2 separate regions of the Mus musculus genome follow, and region 2 is linked to region 1. Evidence: chromatin contacts called from public Hi-C data. All regions are on one chromosome and are shown on one strand. The core of a region is the stretch at or near the end of the contact, and the rest is flanking DNA. Distances in the headings are between cores, read along the strand shown. Region 1 has its middle 32 kb from the start of Gm25487. Region 2 overlaps Jade1 (jade family PHD finger 1).

Region 1 (7,281 bases), core at 2,224-4,723:
TATGGTCTTCCTTCTTCTTGAGTTTCATGTGGTTTGTGAATTGTGTCTTGGGTATTCTGAGCTTCTGGGCTAATATACACTTATCAGTGAGTGCATATCATGTATGTTCTTTTGTGATTGGGTTACCTCACTCAGGATGATATACTTCAGATTCATCCATTTGCCTACAAATTGCATAAATCATTGTTTTTAATATCTGAGTAGTACTCCATTGTGTAAATGTACCACATTTTCTGTATCCCATTCTTCTGTTGAGGGACATCTGGGTTCTTTCCAGCTTCTGGCTATTATAAATATGGTTGCTATGAACATAGTGGAGCATGTGTTCTTATTACATGATGGAGCATCTTCTGGGTATATGCCCAGGAGTGACATTGCTGGCTCCTCAGGTAGTATTATGTCTAATTTTCTGAGGAACCACCAAACTGATTTCCAGAGTGGCTGTACAAGCTTGCAATCCCACCAGCAGCGGAGGATAGGAATGCCATTCTTATCTCATCTCTTTCTACACCTCTAAAGCAAGCTGGATTCACCCACTGTGCTTTTTCCTATCGACCCAAGTTAGCATAAGAATCCATAGGGAAGATCAGGACAAATGGAATAGTTAGAAAATATTGAAGAATTAAAAGTTGTAGCAAGCAAGCCATTCCCTGAGGGCGGGAGTTCAGGAGAGCTAGCCCTGCCCCTCGTGAGTGGTGGCATGGGCCGGGGATAAATGCTTTCCCTTCAGCCTCTCACTGCCTGTGGCAGGTGAGTGAGCTGCCTCCAAGGGCTTTAGAGTGGTTGAGCCAGCCCAACACATGGGTGAGCTAGCACGGGGCAAAGCTGGAGATCTTGCCCTGGGTGTGGGTGCAGGAGAGCTGGCAGACTGACCAATTCAGCTACCACCCAGGCCCACATTCAGGGCTTTGAATTGGCCCACCCGAACATCTACCACATCTATGAGCTACTGGAGCACATGAAGGGACCAGTCCTGCAGAGATAAAGCTGCAGGGTCTCCATGGATATGGAGGGCAACAACAGGATATCCAAGAGGAGCCCCGGTGAGGATCCAGTATTGACAGTTTAGCAGAAGCCAGAGGCTTCAAATCATACCAGACTCATTGCAATGAACATTTGCAAGTAAAGACATTTGGACAAAACTGTATACTGTATGATACCATGACACACTGCAGCTTCATTAGTGAAATGAGTTTGTTTGTTTCTTCTTTCCTTTCTTTTAATTTATTTTTATTTTTTTGTTTTCTTTTCTGAGGAGGTTGCAAGGACTGAGGGCAGATACAAACGGAGGGGAAAGGAGTGGGATTAGAGTGTGTAATATGAATCAAAAAACGTTAGACAAAAGTTGCAACTGGCAAGCTTTGTATTGCTAGTGAAATTTCAAACATTGTCAAATACTATTTTTTTTAATAAATAAACATATTGAGGGTGTTAAAATAACTGTCAGCAACATGCAATTCAGTTTCATCAAAGCAAACCCAGTTGTCCTGCGATATACAGCCTAGGTTCACATTTGCAGATGACATTGCCTGGTATAATAGAGAAAGCTTAGCAAACCCAGATGTGAGTTTGCAGTTTATCACTGATTGCTTACTGTCTTTGGTTGAGTACCCTTCTGTGTGCTTCAGTACTTTCCCAGAAGGCAAGAAAGATACCTGACTGAGTGGGCCATTGGTAAGGATGCAGCTTTAGAAGAACCAGCCTAAAACAGAGCCTGATACACAGGGACTTAATGGTAAGCCTCCATGTTACTTATCACCTGAGCACAAGACTCTCATGACAGTGACAGGTACAAGGACCCTTTAACACGATAAATACTGAAGGAACAGCTGTGGTATTAGATATAGAGAGTTTGCCTAGTACTCATTTAGTCCTGGGCCCTACTATCAGCACTATATATGCCCCCTTTTAGTGGCTCAGGGCTGTAATCCCAGCCTTGACAGGTGGAGGCAGGAAGATTAGAAGTTCAATGTCATCTTTAGCTAGATGGTAAATTTGAGGTCAGCCTGATCTAAATGAGAACTTGTTGCTTTTTTTTTTTTTTTAAAGAAAGTAATAAAAGGCCTACAAGGAACTGGCAGAAGCAGGGAACTGTATGATGCCACCAGGGAGGTCTCAGACCATCCGGCCCACTACACCAGTCACAACGCATGGACAAGTGAGTGCAAGACGTTTTGAGGCCTGCAATGTGGCTAGTAGGTGAAAGTTGGATGATCTGAGGTCAGCATCTGGAACTCTCCCGTGGAAAGGAGAAATGACCCCCTACAAGTTGCCCTCTGATCTCCACACAGATGCCATGCTCACACATGTGAGCCCACTCGTGCCTGTGCACACATGCACGCATGCACACACAGTCACTCACGCTTTCATGTACACTAATAAATAAAATTTATTTTTTTAAAAAGTAAAGTTTTTAAAGTGAGCAATTTGCGTGGAAGCAAAAATAATAGGCGAAAAATGTGCTTAACCAATAAAAAATAATTTTGCCCACTTTATCCAGAATTAGCCTAGTGGTGTCTGTTACCCCTAGCCCCTTGCGAGCTCAGGAAAGGGCAGATTTCTCAGTGGTTGCAGAAATGTCAGTGTCGAACGCTTCCCCTCGCCTCCTGTATTGCAAACCTTTTCTCTCTATTGCCTCATTCCCCACGCACCTCTTATGGGCAGTTTGCCTAAGATTTTCTTCCCGTTCTCCCTGTGTGGCCACGTGGCTAGGCTGACATAAGCTTGTCGGGGTGGAGTATATGCGTGCCAGGATGCAGGCAGGCAGTCATGTGACCTGGCCCCAGCAGCTTTGAATCTACCACGTCTGAGATTTCCATGACGCACCTGCTGCCGTCACACCCCCTCCCTTGTAAATAAATAGTCAAATCTTTTCTGAAAGTGACTTTGACAAAGAGCAGCTTAAATCCGCCGAATTGTGGGCGAATGACCTGTTATCTAGGAGTAAAACAACTGCGGATAATCACCTCCTTCGCCCCCATCCCCACCCCTGCCCCCGTGTCCTTTGCGCTTCTGCTGACCACTTCTGCTGAGACAAAAGGACAGGATCTTTAGAGATCGCTCTGGCTTGATTAGCATGCTGATCTAGGAGGCAGGTTTCTGGGTTCTCACCCAACTTTTTGGCTGCTATTCAGAGGATTTAACAGCGCTCTTTGTCAATAGTATAGTGTACAAAGCCCATCTAAAAATAGAACATTTCCAGGGTCTGGATCGCGTGCGTAGCTTGAGTGGCAAAGGCTGTGTTGTACAAGACAGATTACAGGCAAGTTACTCCCCGGTACTTTATATGCAGGGCTGTTCACACGCTTCGTTTTCGTCTGGTTGGGTTAAATAATGCAAACACATTTACCAGTGTACATGGTTGTTTATTTGTGCTCTGGAGAGTGTGTGTGTGTGTTTATGATGGAGAGATCTACATGTTCTGCTCTGTGAAAATCAAACAAAGCTGTCCCCAATGAGGTCAGTGGTGGAGTTAAGCAGTGTGGCCCACACTCCTGAGAGCCACTGACTGACACCCGGTGGTTGTTAAAGGCAGGTCCTGCTGTGCTTGCTGCCCTAGAGGATTTTTGCAGGGTGTGGGAGTCAAATAGAGGCTCTGACAACCAGTGGGTCCCCTGGATCTAGATGGAGCCTCTGTGATCCTCGTGTGGGAAAGTTCTGCATGATGGAGAGTTTCTCACCCTGTGACAGGTGGCTTGCTCTTCCCCTCCCTCACTCCTTAGACTGGGTGGGCTTGCCCCACCCCCATGCTGAGGTGGTTGTCCTTGGTGAGTGTGGAAGCAAGAATCACTGAGATTCAGAGAAGCCAACAGAGGGAGGCACTCACAGGAACATAAAACCAGAAAATTATTTTCTGAACCAAAGACGCTGGGAACGGGTGTTTGAGAGCCCAAACGACACCTTCTTCTGTTTTGATCTATAACTGGAGGGTGTTCCTGTATCTTGGGGAGAGAGGAATTTTTGCATGCCAAAACACAATGCAATGATCTTTTACATAAATAACCTTTAACGCACTTGGAGAGTCACCCTCGGTGAAGGCTCGGTCTTTCTGGCAGGTGGACTTCCTTCTAGGATACGGAAACTCAGAACAGGGACAGTTCTTGGAGGAGCTGGGCCAGGAAATACGATATAGAAGATTTAAAAAACCCAGCCTGTCATTTTGGCAAACTCTTCTCCTACCCAGATTTTATGGCTTTAAATTGATACACGTTGGGTGAATTGGGTCTGACAGTCTAGCGGCAGTCCATATTGATTCCCCTCTCTCCCTTGCTTCTGTGGGGTGACTTTGGAAGAGTCATGTGAAGTTACTGCTTCCCCACCCCAACCCTGCATACAATCCTTATCTATGGAACCGGGAGAAGAGCCGAAGCAAAGCATTTGGTACTTGGTAATAGAGTCACTGTAATCACCATTGGTCCCCGCAGCCTTACTTGTTGATCTCTCTCAAAATAGGGGTCTTGATTGTTGACACTGAGTGTCATCTGGAGAGGACAGGGGAGTCAAGCCTCTCCTCACACCTGTGAGGGATTATCTAGGATTAAGTTAACTAAGGTGGGAGACCCTCCTTAACCACGGGAGGGTCGAACCATTTTAAAGGTGAAGGTAATGAATTTTATAGGTGGAAGAGTAAGGAGAAGCTTCATTCTACCAGTCACCTCTCTCTGCTTCCTGAGGGTTGAAGCAGTGTGACTCGACTTGCCAGCCTCCTCTCCAGCCAAGATGAAGGATAACCTGTTCAACTGTGAGCCAGAATAAAACCCTTCTTTCTTTAAGTTGCTTCTTGCCAGGTATTTTGTTATAGCCACAAAAGAGTAGCTAATGCAGGCGTCATCTCATACACTGAATCCTAAATATTTCATTTATAATAATTGTATTTAAATGCAAGTACAGGAGTCTTGTGCCGTGCTGCATGGGTGGAGGTCAGAGGATGGCTTTCAGGAGTCGGTTACCTCGTCCCACCGTGGATTCTGGGCATTGAATTCAAGTCAATAGGCTTGCGTAGAAGTATTTTACCTACCGAGCTCTCTCTCCAGCCCTTTGACACACCACCACCGTCATCACTATTGTTATCCTGACCATTGAAGAATGAGTCACTCATCAGAACGCAAGAAATCAGTCAGCCCTTTATCACCAGCTCGACCATAATGAGGGTTAATTTCTCCTTGGAACTGATTTGAAAGATAACATAAACCATTATCTTGGTCATTATGGCATTTCCTCAGACTGGATTTTATTTTTCATGCAAAAGGAATTATGATTTTTCTTCAATAAGACAGATTTGGGTTTACTTCCCGAAAGAGCCAGGAGAACAATGGAAATTTCATCTCTTGTCTGAGACGGAACATTCAAACCAACAAGGGAACAAAACCAAACCAAGTGTGAAGAGCGTGAGCTCGGGAGGCACCTTGCACAGTTCCGCCGTCGGAACGGCCAAATGGCTTCCTAAAGTGATGGGCACAGCACAAGATGTACCAGTGTTTATGAAGTTAGGGAGGTGCATGGAATAGTTCTGCAAGAGAAAAATCAGAGACACTCGGCAAAATGGAGGGTGACACCTTCCAAGATTGGCTTCCAGCACTGGCTTCTAAACCCACTCTGCAAAGAATTGCTGTTACAAAGCCTTATTTTTTACTGATTTTCACCTGGGAGTTAACCAAATCCCCACATTAGACCATTGCTCTAGCCAAACACTTGAGAAAAAGCACCTTAAGAAAACAAGGAAAAAAAAAAAGCCGGGCGTGGTGACACACGCCTTTAATCCCAGCACTCGGGAGGCAGAGGCAGGAGGATTTCTGAGTTCGAGGCCAGCCTGGTCTACAAAGTGAGCTCCAGGACAGCCAGAGCTATAAAGAGAAACTCTGTCTCGAAAAAAAAAAAAAAAAAAAAAACAAAAACAAAAACAAAAACAAACAAACAAACAAAAAAACCAAGGGTTTGTTTGGGCTAGCAGTTAAAGGATACACAGCTTGTCATGGCAGAGAATGCACCGAGGTCAGAGCACAAAGTGGGTCGGAGGACAAAGCAGCTTAATACAGGGCATGAATGGTGAGCTGGAGATGACCTTGAGAGGTAAGTGGCTTGATGCCAATCCTAACAACCTGAGTTCAAGTCCCAGGGTCCACATCATAGGAGACAACTGACGCCTGCAAGATGTCTTCTAACTTCCACGAATGGACACAGATATGCACATGTGCACACACACACACACACACACACACACACACACACACACACCACAAATACAATTTGAAAGATGAACGTTGGTGCTCATCTTGCCTTCTTTCTTTCCCTTTTATTCAGTATGGAACCCCAGACTGTGGGAAGTGCTGGGTAGGTCTTGACTTCTCTGCTAACCCTCTCCAAAACCACCTTCACAGCCACTAGAGGTCTGTCTGTAGATGACTAAAATTCAGTCAAGGTGATACTAAGGTCCCTATATGGTCCCCATATACGTCTCTGACAAATGTATAAGTAGTTTGGAACTATTTATGGATCTTTCACATCAATTCACTATAAAAATCGTATTGAGTCAGGACATGGTGGTGTATGCCTTAAATCTCAGCAATTGGGAGGCAGAGGCAGAGGGGCAGAGGGGCAGAGACAGGCAGAGACAGAGGCACAGATATCTGGGTTTGAGGCTAGCTTAGTCTACAAAGCAAGTTCTAGGACAGCCAGGACTATACAAAGAATCCCTGTCTCTAAAAAATAAAAATAAAAAAATTCATAGTGAAAAGGCAGTGAATTTTGAAAATTGCCTTCATTTCATTTTTGCTGACCAGATAATAATTGTTTGCTTTTTCCTCATATGGAAAATGTAAACAAAATGCACCACCATTTCCATCAAAGGGTTAAATAGGACAAAACCACATATTAAAAACAAAAAAAACAAAAAACTGTAAAGAAGCCACATGGCAGGAATTCAAATTCCCTCAGGGTCAGCACTTCTGAAAATATGAGGATGTGCTCAGGGTTGCTTCCTCTTCTCAAAAGTTGTGTTCTGCCTTTCAGCGAAGCCATTTGAGAAGGCAACTGAGGAGAAGCGTGAGGCCAAGCTGTGGTCACTCAGAGTGAGGCACAGAACCCCTTTGCACACAAATGGAAGATTATGGGGACAGGGAAGGCAGATAACCAGCCCAACACTAAAGAGAGGGAGAAGGCTAGGCTGACTCCATGACAGACTTCAAACTGGCAGTTAAGGAGACAGGGCCTAAACCTGAGCAAGTCCAGGCAAGCCTAGGTGAATAGAAAAACCCTAGGCTCCAGCCTTCAGCCCCAGGTAAT
Region 2 (7,281 bases), core at 2,535-5,034, 170 kb after region 1:
TGGAATCCTGCACCTGCCTCCTGTGCTGGGCTTACATGCATATGCTACCATGCCCTGCTCATTGACTATTAAAGTAAATACTGATCTTGAACAGCAACTTAGCAAGAGGAAAATTGCTGAACTAGGTGGTACAGAGTGAGCTGTGTGGAGTTAGAGTGCAGGGTGATGTCTGATGTCTTTGAACTGGTAGCCCTTGGAAAGACAGCAGAGCAACCTTGGCACAGGCTGAGATCTGAGACCCCAACGACAAGAGGCCTGGCCCATCCAAGGCATTGTCTGGGAGTCCCTAGGATGGATGCTTGGGCAAAGCTGGGAAGGGTTCTGGGCACTTTGCACTTCGGCGTGCGTTCAAAGTATAGACTGGAGAGGGGGATTTGTGGGACTTGAGCACATCTCAGGAGTGGTTCATTCGTAGTTGGTTGTGGCAAGGACATCTAGGTGAAGTGGCTGTTTTAGTCTGTTTTCTGTTGCTACAGTAGAGTAACTGATGCTGGATAAGTGCAGGGCAGTAGACCTTTATTTGACTCATGGCTTTAGAGCCTAGGAAATTCCGAGAATGAGGGACCACATCTGGTGAGAGCCTTCCTAACAAGGTGAGTGAGCCAAACTGGCCAAATTCACATCTGTGGTACCCACCCTGGAGAGAGAAGCATTTGTGTAGTCCTGAGGGCTGTGAGCATCTCCCATGACTCTCCACCCCTCCATACTTCTGTTCAGGAATGTTTTCTTGTTTCAAGGATGAATTCAAACCATGATAGTGGTTGAAGACCAAACCCATAGGGAAGTAGGGGGACTTGACAGAGTTACACGATGTCAATCAGTAAGCTTTGGCAGTCACATACAAGAAAGGATGACTAGGAGCTGTTGGTATGGGTCAGTGGTTAAGGGCACTGGCTGTTCTTACAGAGGACTCGGGCTTGAATTCCAGCACATGGTGGCTCACAACCATCTATAACTCCAGTTCCAGGGGATCTTATGCCCTCTCAGGCACCAGGCATGTATGTGGTGCATTGTCATATATGCAGACAAAACACCCATACATACTAAATGAAAAAAGGAAATGGATTCCACTGTTAAGGAAACCACTCTGTGACTCTAATGTACTTAAACCTTGTGTGTGTGGAGTATGCAGATGGTGTCTGGAGTCATATGCAGACATGCTTTTCCTCTCTGGCTACGCCACCTTGATGCTTACGTCCATTCCTCAGCCTTCTGGGTTCATACAGGCTCTTGTTAGTGTTCACCACTGTTGAGCACCGGGGATGCTGGCTTTCCTTTTTCGCCTGTCTTCATTCTGTAGGCCAGAAGCTCTGCAAAGCCAGGTCCCACCTTTTCAGGTGTTTGCCGCTCATGCAGGTGGGCATCTTACTGCTTTCTCTGGAGGTTTGTGAGGAGTCCTTTTAATTGATTATCACTTTGCTCCCTACCATCTCGTAGGTAGCAACCAGCCAGTGCTCCAGACAGCAGGATAGTGACGCAGAGGCTCTCCTCCTGCTGCCTTTTAGTGGACAGCGGCTTGCAACATACAGCCTCTATTGTGTGTGTTAAAGATAGTAACGCAGGCTTTGATTTTCTGATACAGTAAGTAGCCCTGGGTGAGATAAATCAGCCTGATGTCAAGGTTTAAGTACATTAGAGTCACAGAGGAGGGAATTTTGCTGAACATTAACCCCACCACAGGCAGAGCACACTGTTCTTAGCTCCATTACGCAGGGTCTTCAGGGTGAATACCAGTAGACTCATCAGAAGGAAAATACTAATTTTATTCTTGCTGTTGCTTGAATTTTGGAATATCAGTCTAGCTTGAGGTTGTTCCCTGAAGTCTGGGATGAGGGCGTTTTGATGGTCAGTGACTCCAAGTTCTCGCCACTTTGTTTAGGAAAATGTAGGTTGACTGGTGAGTGAGGATGGAGGAACTTCCGCACTTTGTTTAGCAGGCAAGTTCTCTGGGTCTCCCTGGACTCTCTCATCGTTCTCAGTTCACCTGCTCCGGAGGTGGTGCACTCCGTTCAGGCGGGGCTGCATCACACTGTTACTCTTTAGGCATTCCACCTTCAGGTGGCGATTTTCGAATTTTAAAACCCTCTAACTCAGGCTCCAGAGAGCTGAAGCTGCTGTGAGGAGAGGTGTGTCCTCTCTCTGTGCCCCTGGGGAGCAGGGATGGCCCTCAAAGGCTGGCAGAGAGTAAAGCTGTCAGCAGTTGGTGCTTCAAGCACAGGGATGGCAGGGAAGAGAGCCATTACAAGCGGAAGAGGGTCACAGGTGTGTGTCAGTCGTGGACGTTATGGACGTAAGTGGTCAGAGTGTAGACTGCTTGTTAGATGGACCAGAGTTACAGGTGAGAGTCCTTTCTGGGAAGAATGAATGGGTGGATCTTAGGACTGTGGCTGCCCATTCTGTGAATGAAGCTGTAGCTCACAGGGTGTCTATCTGAAGGGGGCTTTTGATTCCGTGTGGACGCCTGGTAATTACAGGGCATTCCTTTACTGCATGTGTGGCTGTGCATGTGTGCCTTAGGAGACAGGGTCTCTCACTGACTGGTCTGGGCCTTACTGGTTAGGTTAGTCTGGTCTACCTTCCAGGGAGTCCTATGGGTCCTTCTGCCTCTACCTGCTTTCTGGGAACCCTGCCTTTTTATGTGGGCTGTGGGTGTGGACATCAGGTCCTCACACGAGGTTACAAGCACTTTACCAACCAAACCATCTCTACAGTCAGTCTCCTTCCAGTGATCTTAGAAAATCAGTTGGTAAACAAAAAAGCCCACAAACTTTTTAATTGAGTGAGTTTCTCTGGAGGAACATATAAAATATTGCACTTAAAGTCCAGGAGCCTGAATTCCTGAATGAATCCTGTGGGTCTGTTCCAAAAGGGGAAACTTACTATCCGTTGTCAACGATTCAGGAACAGAGGTATATAAACATCAGTGTGTGTGTGTGTGTGTGTGTGTGTGTGTGTGTGTGTGGTTTGTGTCACATTAAAAGAGTGAGAAGCACCCCAGCAGCATTAGATATGGAGTTAGTAAACTGTTGTATTTTTGAAAGGTCTATTTTTAATTATGTGTCTGGGTTGGTATGAGCACGGGAATGTCAGTACCACAGAGGCTGGACAGAGTTACAGAACATAGTGGGGGGTGCGGGGGGGGGCGCGCAGTGGGTTCAGGTAGCTGAGCTCTGGTGCTGTGCAAGAGCTACCTTACCACAGCGCTTCTCTCTAGCCCCTCGTGCTGCTCTTTAAAAAGGGCAGTACATTGTGAGAGGACCTCGACAAGAGGAGGGGTTAGGTTTGAGGGAAGAGGACCTTGAAGTATGTATGAGATTAATGGTAATTGAGGATTGGGGATGAATAAGAGCTGTTTTTGTGGGGCACCTAAGTGGAAATTTCCTTTACAAAAGGTAAACTTATGATCAGGCAGGAAGAAGGCAACTCAAAATAACCTTTAGGCCCAAGTGGCATGTTTTGTTCCTCTATGGTCTGGTGTTTTCTGCCTCTTTTGACTTCCCTTTTGCAGGTCTGTCCGGAGTGGAACTTTGGGGTTTTAATTACTCCCTTGCTTTACTGCAGTGGCTCTCCACACTGCCCCTCTGTGCAAAACAGACCTCATTACGTTTGTGGTGATTCCCAGCAAGGAGCCTTGGTTGGATGGGGCGGTGAAGCGCTGCCATTCTCCTGCCCTGAAAAGCTCTCCCTTTTCTTTGGGAGTCATTGACCTGGCAGGAAGGTTGTGGTCCCACAGACGTCAAGGCAATCAATAATTTTAGTGTAGAGAAGCTTTTGTGACTTGTTGGAACACTGTTGATATAGTTCTGTCCAAGTTCTTCTGTAACTGTCTGTGTAGTCTTGGCCCACTGTTCTGTTTCATGAAGGCAGTGGTTTTCTGAACTGAGGTGAGCTGAAGGACTGGCCAGGTAGGCTAGGCTGTTGTACCACTGATTATTAATTAGTTCATACTTGTCCTGAAAGGATTTGGGTAATAAGGAGTGGGGTTTCCCCGACTAGTACGACCTTGGATGGGTTGCTGTAAGGAGCAAAGGAAGGGGTCCGGATCGGGGTTCCTGAAGCCTGTGGTTCCTCTGAGGGGTTGGGGAAGGCAGATGAAGATGGGTGTCTTCCCATCACCCCACTGGTTCATTCTAGAGCTGCAGCTTGTTGCATAGCTCATTTTGGCAAAATTTGGGGCTCATTTTAGCAGGCCTTGCCAAGGAAGCCTGATCATGCCAGTGCAGCATTGTAAACACAGCAGTAGGCACAGCCCCATCCCTGCCCCCCAACAAGCACAGAGCATGGATCTGTCTGAGGGAGCTCACTGCTGGAGGATTGTTTTCTGTAGTGCTGGCTGCCGGGGCTGACGAGACTCCTGGAGTAGTTGTAGTGGTGTCTGGGAACTGGAGGGAAGGGTGGCACCTGGGAGACCTGCCCACATGTGACTTTACCACTCACCCCCCCCCCACTCTTAACCTGCTCTGTTAATGATTTCAGCTAATTATGTGCCTTTGGTCTTTTCACTGTTTGCAATTCAAATGCTACTTGAGGCCCGTGTTTGCTTTTGTTTGCAGCATCCTGGCTGCCATCTGAAGCACAAGTTGATGATCGCGTGTTCCCATCTTGGGTTAAGTGCTGTCTCATTGCTTTGCAGGCTGCCTGCTGTCTCCCGGGGAGATCATGAAACGAGGTCGCCTTCCCAGCAGCAGTGAGGATTCTGACGACAATGGCAGTAAGTCCTGCTTTGTTGTTCTTGGAGCCTACCGGGGCTTGGGTCAGTGTGAAAACATGATTTTATAGTATAATGCTCTAAATAGTCGAGGCCCTTTGCATATCAGGCAGGTCAGAGAAAGGCAAGGCCTGGAGAAAGACATCTGAGTGTGCTACTGCAGGGCTGGAAGCAGATCTTTCCCGGTAAGGTTGACTGCAGGCAGGCCTTCTGCAGGCTTCCTGTGTGTTATCCAGGGAGAAGAATTTAGTTCCAAGAGCCACTGGTGTGTCTGTTTTCATTAAACAGCATTTATGGTACCTCGCATTGCTCTCTATGAAGAGGAGACTTAATCAAAGCCAGGTAATGATTAACTGGCTGAGCCTGCCGGGGCTCCGAGGGCAGAATGAAGGGCTGCCCAGCGTGACGTGAGGGTACCAAGTCCAGGCACATGAGTCCCTAACCTTTCCTGCTGTCACAGGATGGAGTGATACCGCCACTGTCTGCAGCTCAGCTTTCTGGCAACCTCAGATTTTCAGTGTAGCTGAGAACCAGGAGTTCGTTGGCTTCCAGGCAGTCAAAATAAATGTCACACAGTGTCTGTTGAGGAGCTAACAGACTGTTGAGAGAGGCGCTCCCTTCAGACGGTACCTAGCTCAGTGCCTGCAACTGCAGCCTGTTAGCTTAGGTTTGACATTGCACATTAAACTCTGGAAGCCTGGAAAGGAAGCTTGCTGTACTGTGAGGTGGGAAAGCGACCTGGCCTGCTTTCTAGGCACGTTGCCTCAGACATTAGGATCTGCCCTGATGTGATGTTACCAGGGCAGTTATACAGCTCTTTCTATGTGCTTTAGAAATGATAGGTAGCAACTTAGCAACTCAAAAGAGGCGGTTTGGGAAGGCCTAGGGAGGAGGCAGCTTTTTGGGTGGGTCCCAGGGATAAAAAGCTTTGGGTAGGCAGGGTTGTTTGAACGCCTGGCATCTCAGGTAGTCAACACAAGCATGGATATGCTGCCGTGGGGGCTTCGAGGCCAGCCACGCAGAAGGTGGAAGGTCCACAAATTTGAAACTGTGGTGTGGATTTGGGCTGTCTGGCTGAACTGTGGCCGTTGCTGTTGAAGGCAAGGAGCAGTGGGTATGGAACGAGAATGATGGGAGGGGAACAAAGGGGTGGGGCAGGGGGAGGGTGATGGTGGTGTGTGGGAGGAGGGGAAGCCAAGGCCAGATCTGATAGATGTTTGAGAAACTGGAGAGTTGACATCTGGACCAGGCAAGGGAGCTGTGAGGGAGGAAGCGGGAAGCGGGAAGTAGGAGGAGGAAGTTCTCTCCAAAGCAGAGTTCTTTCTTACTTCCTGGGAGGCTGTTGAGGCTCCCAGTATACATGCAGGCAGTATATACATTTATTTTGACTGCCTGGAAGCCAACGAACTCCTGGTTCTCAGCTACATTGTGAAAATCTGAGGTTGCCAGAACGCTGAGCTGCAGACAGCGGGAGCTTGGGACACCAAGTTGGGTGTGAGGCTCCCGCTTTTTACTTCTCTGGCAAGAGCTTGCTATTTTCTCTTTGACTGTTGGTGACACCTGTCTGTCAAAGTGTCCTCAATCGCCCCTGTTTACTTCTGTATGCAATTTTTCCTGCCCTTTTTTTTTTTTTAAAGTTGGACTTTTAAATTCAGAAAGTGCCCACAGCAAGTGTGTCCAGAGCTGGCAGAGTGTATTGAGGCTCTTGTTGCCAAAGCTGGCAACCCGAGTCCTATCACTCAGACCCCGATGGACCCCATTCCTGCAAGTTGTCTGCCCTCTGACCTCCACACATGTGCTTGTACACACGCGCGCACGCGCACACACGCGCACACACGCGCACGCGCACACACACACACACACACACACACACACACACACACACACACAGTCTCCATCCAGAATAACCTTTACTGTGAGGGGCCATTTTTTTCCTACTCAGTTCAGTCTGTTCATCTGGAAGGTTAGGCTGGAGCGCCACCATGCACAGATAGCGCTTGGCTGCGCTCTGATGGTAGTTGCGGGGGGATAAGAGTGACAGTTGCCAGACGGTCATCTGTAGTTTTGCCATGCAGTCGGTTCAGTATAGAACATATGGTGGATGGTCCTGTTTGATGTCTGACTGGTCAGGCTTATTGACTTGATAATTATGGTGAATGTTGGTGGTGAAGAGCAGGTAGCTGTGACTGAATGCCAGGCCTCGGACGTTGTGTCTGCAGGCTGCGCGCTGAGGACTCTTCTCGCCTTCTCCCCTAGCAGCTAGTTCATTGTAACTGCATTGGGACCCCTCCCTGTATTATTTCGGTTTGTGGGTGGAGTGGCATCTTTTCGCCCATGCAGCGAGGGCCACCTGTGATAGCTTTCCATGTCCTGAGTCTTGCTTACAACAGGGGCTAGGGCTGTGCAGTGGCCACCTCTCAGCCTCTCCAGCTTACAGGCCTGATGGGATTTTGGCAGCATGTCCAGGTGGAAGAGAGGCAGCTGCAGACGTCAGCATGGGGCCACCGCACCAGCTACAGGAATAGCTGGGGCCTGCTGCTTCTGGCTTCTGAGTCTGTAGCCCATTGCTTTGT

Evidence for each region. A called contact is a pair of places that touch in the nucleus more often than the background predicts.
Region 2: a contact with region 1 is called in a Hi-C map of pancreatic beta cells, with 4 times the contacts expected there. The contact joins two enhancer-like sites. A contact is called at or near these places in 5 of 484 Hi-C or Micro-C datasets (B cells, the HL-1 cell line, cortical glia and 2 more), 6 of 115 datasets of contacts at active chromatin or transcription factors (embryonic stem cells, extraembryonic endoderm stem cells, kidney and 3 more) and 2 of 9 other capture datasets (adipose tissue and pancreatic islet).

What each region holds. Positions count from the first base shown.
Region 1 is chr3:41,405,873-41,413,153 of GRCm38.p6, forward strand. No RefSeq gene overlaps it. Among named protein-coding and RNA genes, the nearest start is that of Gm25487, 32 kb to the right of the region's middle. Within about 2 kb of position 3,474, at least 250 of the 459 cell types and tissues checked have an H3K27ac peak or open chromatin away from gene starts, as enhancers often do. A contact at or near this core is called in B cells, cortical glia, microglia and 3 more, where this site is marked.
Region 2 is chr3:41,576,562-41,583,842 of GRCm38.p6, forward strand. It overlaps Jade1 (jade family PHD finger 1), which reads left to right. Exons shown (of 11, transcript NM_001130184.1): 2 at 4,634-4,711. The coding sequence starts at 4,660. Among named protein-coding and RNA genes, the nearest start is that of Jade1, 24 kb to the left of the region's middle. Within about 2 kb of position 3,785, at least 110 of the 459 cell types and tissues checked have an H3K27ac peak or open chromatin away from gene starts, as enhancers often do. A contact at or near this core is called in B cells, cortical glia, microglia and 3 more, where this site is marked.